Regions from separate parts of the Mus musculus genome. Here all the other regions are linked to region 3. A link is a contact called in public HiChIP or PLAC-seq data. All regions are on one chromosome and are shown on one strand. Each heading gives the region's core, a stretch centred on a gene start, on an enhancer-like site or on the middle of the called end of the contact. The rest is flanking DNA. Distances are from core to core; before and after follow the strand shown. Region 1 overlaps Iqcg (IQ motif containing G). Region 2 overlaps Lrch3 (leucine-rich repeats and calponin homology (CH) domain containing 3). Region 3 holds the start of Muc20 (mucin 20).

What was found. HiChIP or PLAC-seq counts read pairs in DNA pulled down with a chosen protein or histone mark.
Region 1: an H3K27ac HiChIP or PLAC-seq map of embryonic stem cells shows a contact between it and region 3, with 7 read pairs. The contact joins the enhancer-like site here to the promoter of Muc20 in region 3. A contact is called at or near these places in 8 of 39 promoter capture datasets (the 3T3-L1 cell line, the C10 cell line, cranial neural crest and 4 more), 1 of 15 datasets of contacts at CTCF or cohesin (large pre-B cells), 14 of 484 Hi-C or Micro-C datasets (B cells, MC3T3-E1-derived osteoblasts, bone marrow-derived macrophages and 7 more), 8 of 115 datasets of contacts at active chromatin or transcription factors (T-cell acute lymphoblastic leukemia, embryonic stem cells and pancreatic cancer cells) and 4 of 9 other capture datasets (adipose tissue, embryonic stem cells, liver and 1 more).
Region 2: an H3K27ac HiChIP or PLAC-seq map of T-cell acute lymphoblastic leukemia shows a contact between it and region 3, with 5 times the contacts expected there. The contact joins the enhancer-like site here to the promoter of Muc20 in region 3. A contact is called at or near these places in 7 of 39 promoter capture datasets (the 3T3-L1 cell line, cranial neural crest, embryonic stem cells and 3 more), 1 of 484 Hi-C or Micro-C datasets (embryonic stem cells), 3 of 115 datasets of contacts at active chromatin or transcription factors (T-cell acute lymphoblastic leukemia and embryonic stem cells) and 5 of 9 other capture datasets (adipose tissue, embryonic stem cells, embryonic tail and 2 more).

Annotation. Positions count from the first base shown.
Region 1 is chr16:33,018,156-33,020,855 of GRCm38.p6, reverse strand. Iqcg (IQ motif containing G) reads left to right here. Exons shown (of 11, transcript NM_178378.3): 9 at 211-342; 10 at 1,314-1,415. Among named protein-coding and RNA genes, the nearest start is that of Iqcg, 37 kb to the left of the region's middle. Within about 2 kb of position 1,260, at least 42 of the 459 cell types and tissues checked have an H3K27ac peak or open chromatin away from gene starts, as enhancers often do. A contact at or near this core is called in T-cell acute lymphoblastic leukemia, embryonic stem cells and liver, where this site is marked.
Region 2 is chr16:32,975,479-32,978,178 of GRCm38.p6, reverse strand. It overlaps Lrch3 (leucine-rich repeats and calponin homology (CH) domain containing 3), which reads right to left. Exons shown (of 21, transcript NM_001081255.1): 8 at 2,330-2,450. Among named protein-coding and RNA genes, the nearest start is that of Lrch3, 63 kb to the right of the region's middle. Within about 2 kb of position 1,383, at least 4 of the 459 cell types and tissues checked have an H3K27ac peak or open chromatin away from gene starts, as enhancers often do. A contact at or near this core is called in T-cell acute lymphoblastic leukemia, where this site is marked.
Region 3 is chr16:32,796,175-32,798,874 of GRCm38.p6, reverse strand. It overlaps Muc20 (mucin 20), which reads left to right and starts at 1,440. Exons shown (of 4, transcript NM_146071.2): 1 at 1,440-1,558. The coding sequence starts at 1,483.

The sequences.
Region 1 (2,700 bases), core at 11-2,510, 220 kb before region 3:
ATGGAGTGGCTTACACCCAGAAAAGTACACCAACCAGACACAAAGAACACGGCAGCATCTGGGCTGGCCACCCTCGGTTCCTCACCAAGTCTGTTGTGATCAGATCTCTGTAGGAAAATTTGCTTGGTCTAGCTTGCTCTAACTGGCATCCTGCGGTCCTGTTATTTTATATCTGGTGGGAACCATGTCTTAATGTGTTTTTCCAAGTAGAAACTTGAGGAGAAGCTAGAGTTCTGGATGGAGAAATTTGACAAAGACACAGAAGCAAAGCAGAACGAGTTAAATGCTCTCAAGGCTGCCAAGGCCAGTGACCTGGTACACCTGCAAGACCTGGCAAAGATGGTAAGGGGTGGCAGGGTGACTGGGATATGAGTGGGAGTGAGGGAGTCTGGGAAGACAGTTTTAGTCAAAAGCAGAGTAAACCACCAGAGTAAACGTGGTTCTTTACTGATGACAATGACCGAGTGAGTGCGTACGGCATTGGTGCTGGAATGATTCTATTGCAAGCACACTTTTATTTTTTGAGACCGAGTCTTTGTAGTTCAGGTTACCCTGGAACTTACTATGTAGTGATCTTCCTATCTCAGCCTTCCGCATGCTGAGATCACAGAAGTGATCAGGCCAGAGACTTTTCTTAAGTTCTAGGTAGAAATTATTTAAAACTCCTTCAGAGAGATGCTGCATTAAACAAAAGACAATTTTATGATCTTTAAAGACAATTTATATGTTGGTTTCTAAAAATTTGACGTCATCATTGGGTTGATGTTGAAGTTCCTAAATTTCTAGTTTAAAACATGGCTATTTGCATATGTATATCTATTAAAGTTTTAAAAGTATTATGTGGAGGATACCAATGTGTGTGTGTGTGTGAGAGAGAGAGAGAGAGAGAGAGAGAGAGATATTTTTTGTTGTTGTTTTGTTTTTTTGTTTTTTTCAAGCCAGGGTTTCTCTGTATAGCCCTGGCTGTCCTGGAACTCACTTTGTAGACCAGGCTGGCCTGGAACTCAAAAATCCGTCTGTCTCTGCCTTCCAAGTGCTGGGATTAAAGGTGTGCGCCACCACTGCCCGGCTTGAATTGTTTAAATTGAAAAAAAAAAAAGTTGAGGAATATTTATATAATGTGAATACATTATTACAGTGGAAATTAGTGGAAATCCAGCAGGATTTTGTTTGTTTGTTTGAGACATACACTTGCTGTGTGGCGAGATTGAGTTTGAACTTTGGTCAGTCTCCCGTCTCTGTCTAGAGTTACGGGCACGCAGGGCTGGCTGGGCTGTGGCCTGCCCTGCTCCTGTGTCCGTGTCCTTGTGCAGATCCGGGAGTACGAGCAGGTCATTATTGAGGACCGGATAGAAAAGGAGAAGACCCGGAAGAAGCTGGAGCAGGATGACCTGGAGCTGAGGAGCATCGTGAAGGTAGGACACTCAGGCCTGGAGGCAGCGGTGGAGGGTGGGGTCCCGGAGGGTGGGGTCCCGGCACCGGCTGGGGTCCCGCAGCAGGTGGGTGAGGACGTGCTTAGAGTCCACAGTGCAGGGAAACAAGGAAAAGAGCAAGCCTGCCTCCTGGTCTGGGGAGGACGGGAGCAGTGGAAGGAATCCTCTGTCCAGACACTGGATCCGAGGTCACGCCTAACCCAAGGGGAGGCAGCTGTGCAGGCAGGGCATTTCTAAATGCTCTGCACGGCTCGACACCCTGGTGTGAGTCAGCCCTGGCTGTGTGATGCTTTCCAATAGAAGTTGCTTATAAAAAGTGAAAGGGACAAAGCAAGTTAGAAGAAAAAAAAATATATATGTGTGTGTGTGTGTGTGAGAGAGAGAGACAGAGAGAGAGAGAGAGAGAGAGAGAGAGAGAGAGAGAGAGAGAGAGGAGAGAGAGAGAGAGAGAGAGAGAGAGAGAGGAGATTTTTCTCCAGAGCCCTGACTGCCCTGGGACTCACTGTGTTGTCTGCAGTGCCCTTTTCTCCTCAGCCTCCTGGCTATTGGGATTATAGCAATCAAGCCTGTGTGAGCTAGTGAACTACCTCATAAAAGTTTTCTGTGAACTTGCAGATATCAACAATGACAGCATGATCAGGTCCAGATTCTGGAAACTACTTTTAGGATTCATTTTGACTTTGAATTATGACCATGTCTGTGTGTCTGTGTGTGGGTGTGTGCACTTGACCATGTCTGTGTGTCTGTGTGTGGGTGTGTGCACTTGACCATGTCTGTGTGTCTGTGTGTGGGTGTGTGCACTTGACCATGTCTGTGTGTCTGTGTGTGGGTGTGTGCACTTGACCATGTCTGTGTGTCTGTGTGTGCACTTGACCATGTCTGTGTGTCTGTGTGTCTGTGTGTGCACTTGACCATGTCTGTGTGTCTGTGTGTCTGTGTGTGCACTTGACCATGTCTGTGTGTCTGTGTGTGGGTGTGTGCACTTGACCATGTCTGTGTGTCTGTGTGTGGGTGTGTGCACTTGACCATGTCTGTGTGTCTGTGTGTGGGTGTGTGCACTTGAGTCCCGGAGAGGCATCAGCTTCCTTGGAGCTGGAGTTACAGATGGTTGTGAACTTCCAGATGTGCATGTTGGGAAACTTACTCAAGACATCTGCAAGAGCAGTATGTCATCTCTCCAGCCCTGGGAAAACCAGTTTTAAAGCAAACAAATGCAATGCAAATATAGCAGCTGGTTTTTAAAAAAAACCAAACAAACCAAAAAAAC
Region 2 (2,700 bases), core at 134-2,633, 180 kb before region 3:
AAATTTGTGCTACAAGTCTATTAAGATCAAACATTTTTCCATCTAAAATATAGTTTATATATTAAGACTATTTCTTAAGAAAGTACCATCAGGTTTTCATACTATCCAGATCAGCACAGTCAAAATTTGATGAAGATTTTGTAGTTATAGTTCAGTTCAGAAAAGCCACATTTCATCTTTTAAACTTTGTATGTGGGGTTTATCTGTGCTGTGTGCATGTATGCAAGTGTGCGTGTGATGACAGGTGCATGTGTGTCCATGTGGAGGGGAGAGGCTGATGTCAGGTGTTTTCACTGTTAGCCACTTTAGTTTTAGTTTAGCTAATGATCTTTTTTTTTTCCCTTTTACATTTTTTTACAGGGGGGCGCATATGCATGCCATACAGGTGGAGGTCATATTTATTATTTAGGGGGCACATATGTCATGACATACACGTGGAGATGAGAGCATGTATGCTATGCAGCAGAACAGATGTCACATTTCTTATGGAGGCAGGGGCATGTATGCCATGGCACATGTGTAGATGTCAGGGGGAATCTGCAGCAACTGCTTTTTTCCTTCCGTCATGTGAGTTTCAGGGATGAAATTCAAGTCAGAAAAACTGTTACAGCATCTTCACCCAATGAGCCACCTCACTTGTCCATAACTTTATTTTTTGAAACAGAAGTTTTTCATGGACTCCGGAGCTCAAGACTTTGGTTAAAGTGGGTGCCAGCAAGCATCAGGGACCTGCCAGTCTCTGCCCACCAAGCGCTAGGACTGCAGATGTGTGCTGCCAGGCCTGCCGTTTATGAGGATGCTTGGGATAAAACGCTGCCCCCATTTTATCTCAGCAAGCATTTGATCTACTGACGCAATCCCCCCAGCTTCCAGAGGCTGCATCTCAGCTACTCAGTACCCACATGGGGTAGTGGACACAGACCTGAGTCTTCAATGAAATGTGCTACAGATAACTCACGTAAGAACAAAACCTAAAATACAACTACTAAAATATGAATGGAATGTAAGTGAAGGAATAAAGAAGAACGTAAGCCAGAGAGGACAAAATCACAACTGTAACTGACATCGTTAGAAATGGAAGCGCTTCCAAAAACATATGCATTTCTACAAAATCTATGTAATTTCTCCCTCAGCACTGGCCCTCAAAATGCCAACATGTGGCTTTAAAACTCAAATTAAAAGAATATAGAGTACAATTCTAAAACCTGTTTCAGCAGTACATTGAAGCAGACAGAACTCTATTAATTTAAAACTACTAAGTTCTAAGTGTTAGAATAAGATTCAGAAGCCCCAGAGAACACTACAGGAAACACTACGCTATGCAGGAAGACGGGCATGCTGGCAGGCACCTGTGGCCCCAGCTGCTCAGGAGGCTGATGTAAGGTTACTAGAATCCAGGAGTTTGAGGTCAGCCTGGATATTGGGGTGAAAACTCAGTTTTAAACAGTGTTAGCTAACTGACTGAGCAGGCAAAAACACTTGCTGCCATGCCTGATGACCTGAATTTGATCCCTGTGACCTGCAAGGTGGAAAGAGAGAGCAAGTTGTCCCTACCCTCACCACACCTGTGGTGGCACACCCCTTGATAATAAATAGATAACTATTTCAAAAAGCTAAAAATAAATACAAGCAAACACAATTGATTGCTAAAAGAGCTCAAGAAATCTCTTTAAAATGGAAAATCTTAAAAAGAGACAATGTTACTTCAGAAGACTGTAGTAAGATCAAGATGAACAAAGATCTATTCTTCCTAAAGTTTCCCCTCAAATAAACATGAAAGAGAAATTATAAATTGAAAATACAGAGAAAGTGAATTTTATCTGAATGGTAAACTTTTTTTTGGTCATATATAAACAGAAGTCTTCAGAAGGGTGAAGGATCTACAGAGAAGCAAACTAAAGAGTGGGTGTGACAAAGACCACTTCAAAAACGGTAAGGAGACCAGCAACTTCCTACTTCTGTCGCCATGCCTTTCCAGTCTACTGCCAGTCTACTGATGGTGGTCTACTGCCGAGCTCTCCTCATCAGGAGGGACAGGATCCCTCTAGAACCCTAAGCCACAATAAACTCCCTTAAATCAAAACAAAAAAGTTCAGGTGGGAGCTGGGCTGTGTTGTAAAGTCCTTGTCTCTGGCCCACACGGCCCTGGGTTCAATTCTCAGCACCACAAAACCAGGTGTGGTGGGATACAACTGTACCCCCAGGGCTGGGAGAAGACTGGCCATCCTTGGCTACATAAGGGGTTTGAGGGCAGCCAGGGTTATAGGGAGAGCCTGTTATATAACAAGGCACACATGAAGGCTTTAAATGTCATCAGAATCGTGTGTACCTCCACCATTTGTGACCGCCACACTGCTGCGATTCTCCTGGTACTGGCTTTCTCTCCGCAGTCTTTGCTCTTTGGTAATCTCTGCCACTCGAAGAGGCAGATCCGAAAATTCATCTGTAGGCTTAAAAAGCAGAAACATTAAAAACCATCATTTCCAATTTTAGATAACATACAGTACAGGAATATAAACTGTAATCTACATAGGAGAAGAAAAAGCAAAAGTTTTAGAAATTAATAGAGAATATTGTATAATTCTATGAACACAATTAATGCAACTGAAATATGTACTTTAAATAGGCAAACCTTACCACAATTAACAAAAATAGAAGGATATTCAGAACTGTAAGCAAATATATACATAGGTTTAAAAT
Region 3 (2,700 bases), core at 191-2,690:
TTCCCTCCACCTCCTTAAAGGGTGGATTTCACATGGGGACATGGCTACATGGCACGGTCTCCCAGAATGCAGTGGTTCCTCCTCCTCCCACCTGTTTAGAGTAGAGAGCTGAGTTTGAGTCTGGGAAAGGAAAAGGCTCAGCCTGCGGACTGTGTTCCTGCCACTACTCCCCACGCCCCTCAACTCCAGTGTCAGGTTACTTCACAGAGACTCCAGAGCCCCTTCTGAAGAGGCTGACACACCCCAAGATGACAGCTCCTCCTCCCAGGAGGGAAAGCCCTGTCACCACAGTGCCCACTAAAGTTCTCTATGATACTGTCAGATAGCCAGCAGTCAATCTCAGACTGCTGGGCCAAGAAGCCCTCAGAAGCCTTCCTGACTGAGGTCCAGAGAGGGCAAACTACTGGTCTAAGACCACACAGCTTTTTGCCCACAGTTAAGGACAGAGCGTTTGATACAGTTTTACATTTCCTTCCTGTTCTCAGTTTTGTGATTCTGTGACACAGATCCGAGATGTCTTCTCCATCCCAGAGCTGCTTTTCATCCAAAAGCACTTAAAATGCCCACGGAACCTTGTCTGGCCACTGGGTATGGCCCTAAGAGCACTAGGCCTTGGTCCTTGAGGGGTCAGAGTCCTCTTTGTTTTGGGGGAGGCATATAGAAAATACAGCCCATAACATCACTCCTTGCCTTGGAAACTAATCTCCTAAGTGTCCCCAAGTCATCTCCTTCTGCTGGCTCTTGGACTCAGAGCATCATGCCATCCTCTGCATCCTGAATCCTCAAACATGACTGGGGACCTGGTCCTGCCTTGGACTTCGCTGCAAAATCCCAGGATTTTTAATATAGAAAGCTATTAGAGGTTAGAGTCCTGCCCCCACACTGGGACACTGTCCCCTTGAGACCTCAGGACCATTCACATGGACTGGTCAAGGCTGAGGGCTCCCACTTATATCTTGAGCTACTGAGATAGATGCATTTTCTCTGAGCACCAGCAATGTATAGGAGACGTTGCGTAAGAACTTTGGTGGTGTCCTGAGTCAGACAGTGTGTCCATTTTACAGATCAAGAAGTTGGGGCTAAGAAATGTTCTCTTATTTGCCCTTGGTCCCTAGAACTGATAAAATCTAGGCTCAGTAGATAAACTTGGGTCTGCCCATGAAGCCGGGACCCCAGGTATGGGTGAGTGGGGTAAACACCATCTCTTTCATGCCATTCTCAGTGCCAGGGGAGGGTTTCAGAATGGAACTGATGCCATATCTTCAAATCAGAGAGGCAAGGCATGGGAGTCAGGGTGGGGAGTGGGACCATGAACCTGCTGTCAGCCTGCACATTTGTGGTCACCCGGCTGCCTCCTGGAACCTACCCAGTCACACCTGGGCAGTCGTCTGCCCCTCCTCCCGGGGTTGAGGAAGCAGGAAAGGGTGGTGAGGAGAGACAGCAGGCAGGTCCGGCAGACAGCGGTGGTCAGGGCCAGGCACGATGGGCTCTGTCTGGGGCCTGGCTGTGCCCCTCCTTGTCTTCTGCTGGAAGGTTGGCGTCAGTGTGAGCTCTCCAGGTAAGGAACAGGACAGCCCCCGGGGATCCTCCCTGGTGGAGCTCTGGGTTTCAGTGCTGGCAAAGACAGCTCTTTGTGGGCAAGGGAGACATTTTTGTTAATTGTATTAATGGCCGGAGGAATAGACGAGTGTGCTGGCTGGCAGATGGGTCAGCTTACACATGGTGGCCCTGTGGCCATCACTGTAAGGGAGTCTGGGAGTCACTCTTTAGTCATGGGATAGTGGGGTGGAGGGAGGAGGGGCTTGGGAGATGCCAGCTGGTGATCATTTTAGCTCTGCTCCCTCCAACATCGTTACCTAGCCCAGCTGTTCTTTGAAATTTGCCTTTTGAATGAAAAGTTTGTCACAAACTGCTTGGGCGGGGAGATTCTGAGAGAGGCAGACTTTTCTGAAAGATGGGAGCTAACCGTGATCTGTTACTAACTGGCACTGTGCCAAACCTATCACACACACTTTAAAATAGATAATTTTCAGGCTAACTTTAGGTTTATAGTAAAACTGAACAGCATTCTACTGAGACTTCTGATTTATCCAGTCCCTCCCACACACAGCCCCTGCTGTTCACGTCCCCACGGCATGGGGACTGCTACAGCGGAGACCACACACTGACATGTCACACCGGGCATCACTTTTTTAAATTCCATTTTTTAAGTTTATTGACAGAATTTCTAAATAAATAAATAAGTATTTATGTATGTATTTATTTATTTGTTTTGACACATTGCCCTGACAGCATGGAACTTGCTATATACACTTTATTTATCAATGTTTCCATTTTCCATTTTTCTATGCATGTGTGTGAAAGAGAAATGTTTCTACATATGTGTGGATTCACATGTGTTTGGCTGTGTGTGAAGATGTGTACAGTGTGTGTGGAGGTTGATTTTGGGATCACCCTTGAAAGTTCTCTCACCTTATTCCTTGACCTGGGATCTCTCAATCAAACCCAGAGTTCAGAGTTCAGATACACACACACACACACACACACACAGAGAGAGAGAGAGAGAGAAAGAGAGAGAGAGAGAGAGAGAGAGAGAGAAAGTCCACAAATGCTTGACACGTGTGTGGAGACCACCTGACAGTTTGAATCTTAACTTCTGGTCACCAAGCTTGGTAGCAAGCAGCTCTACCCACTTGAGCT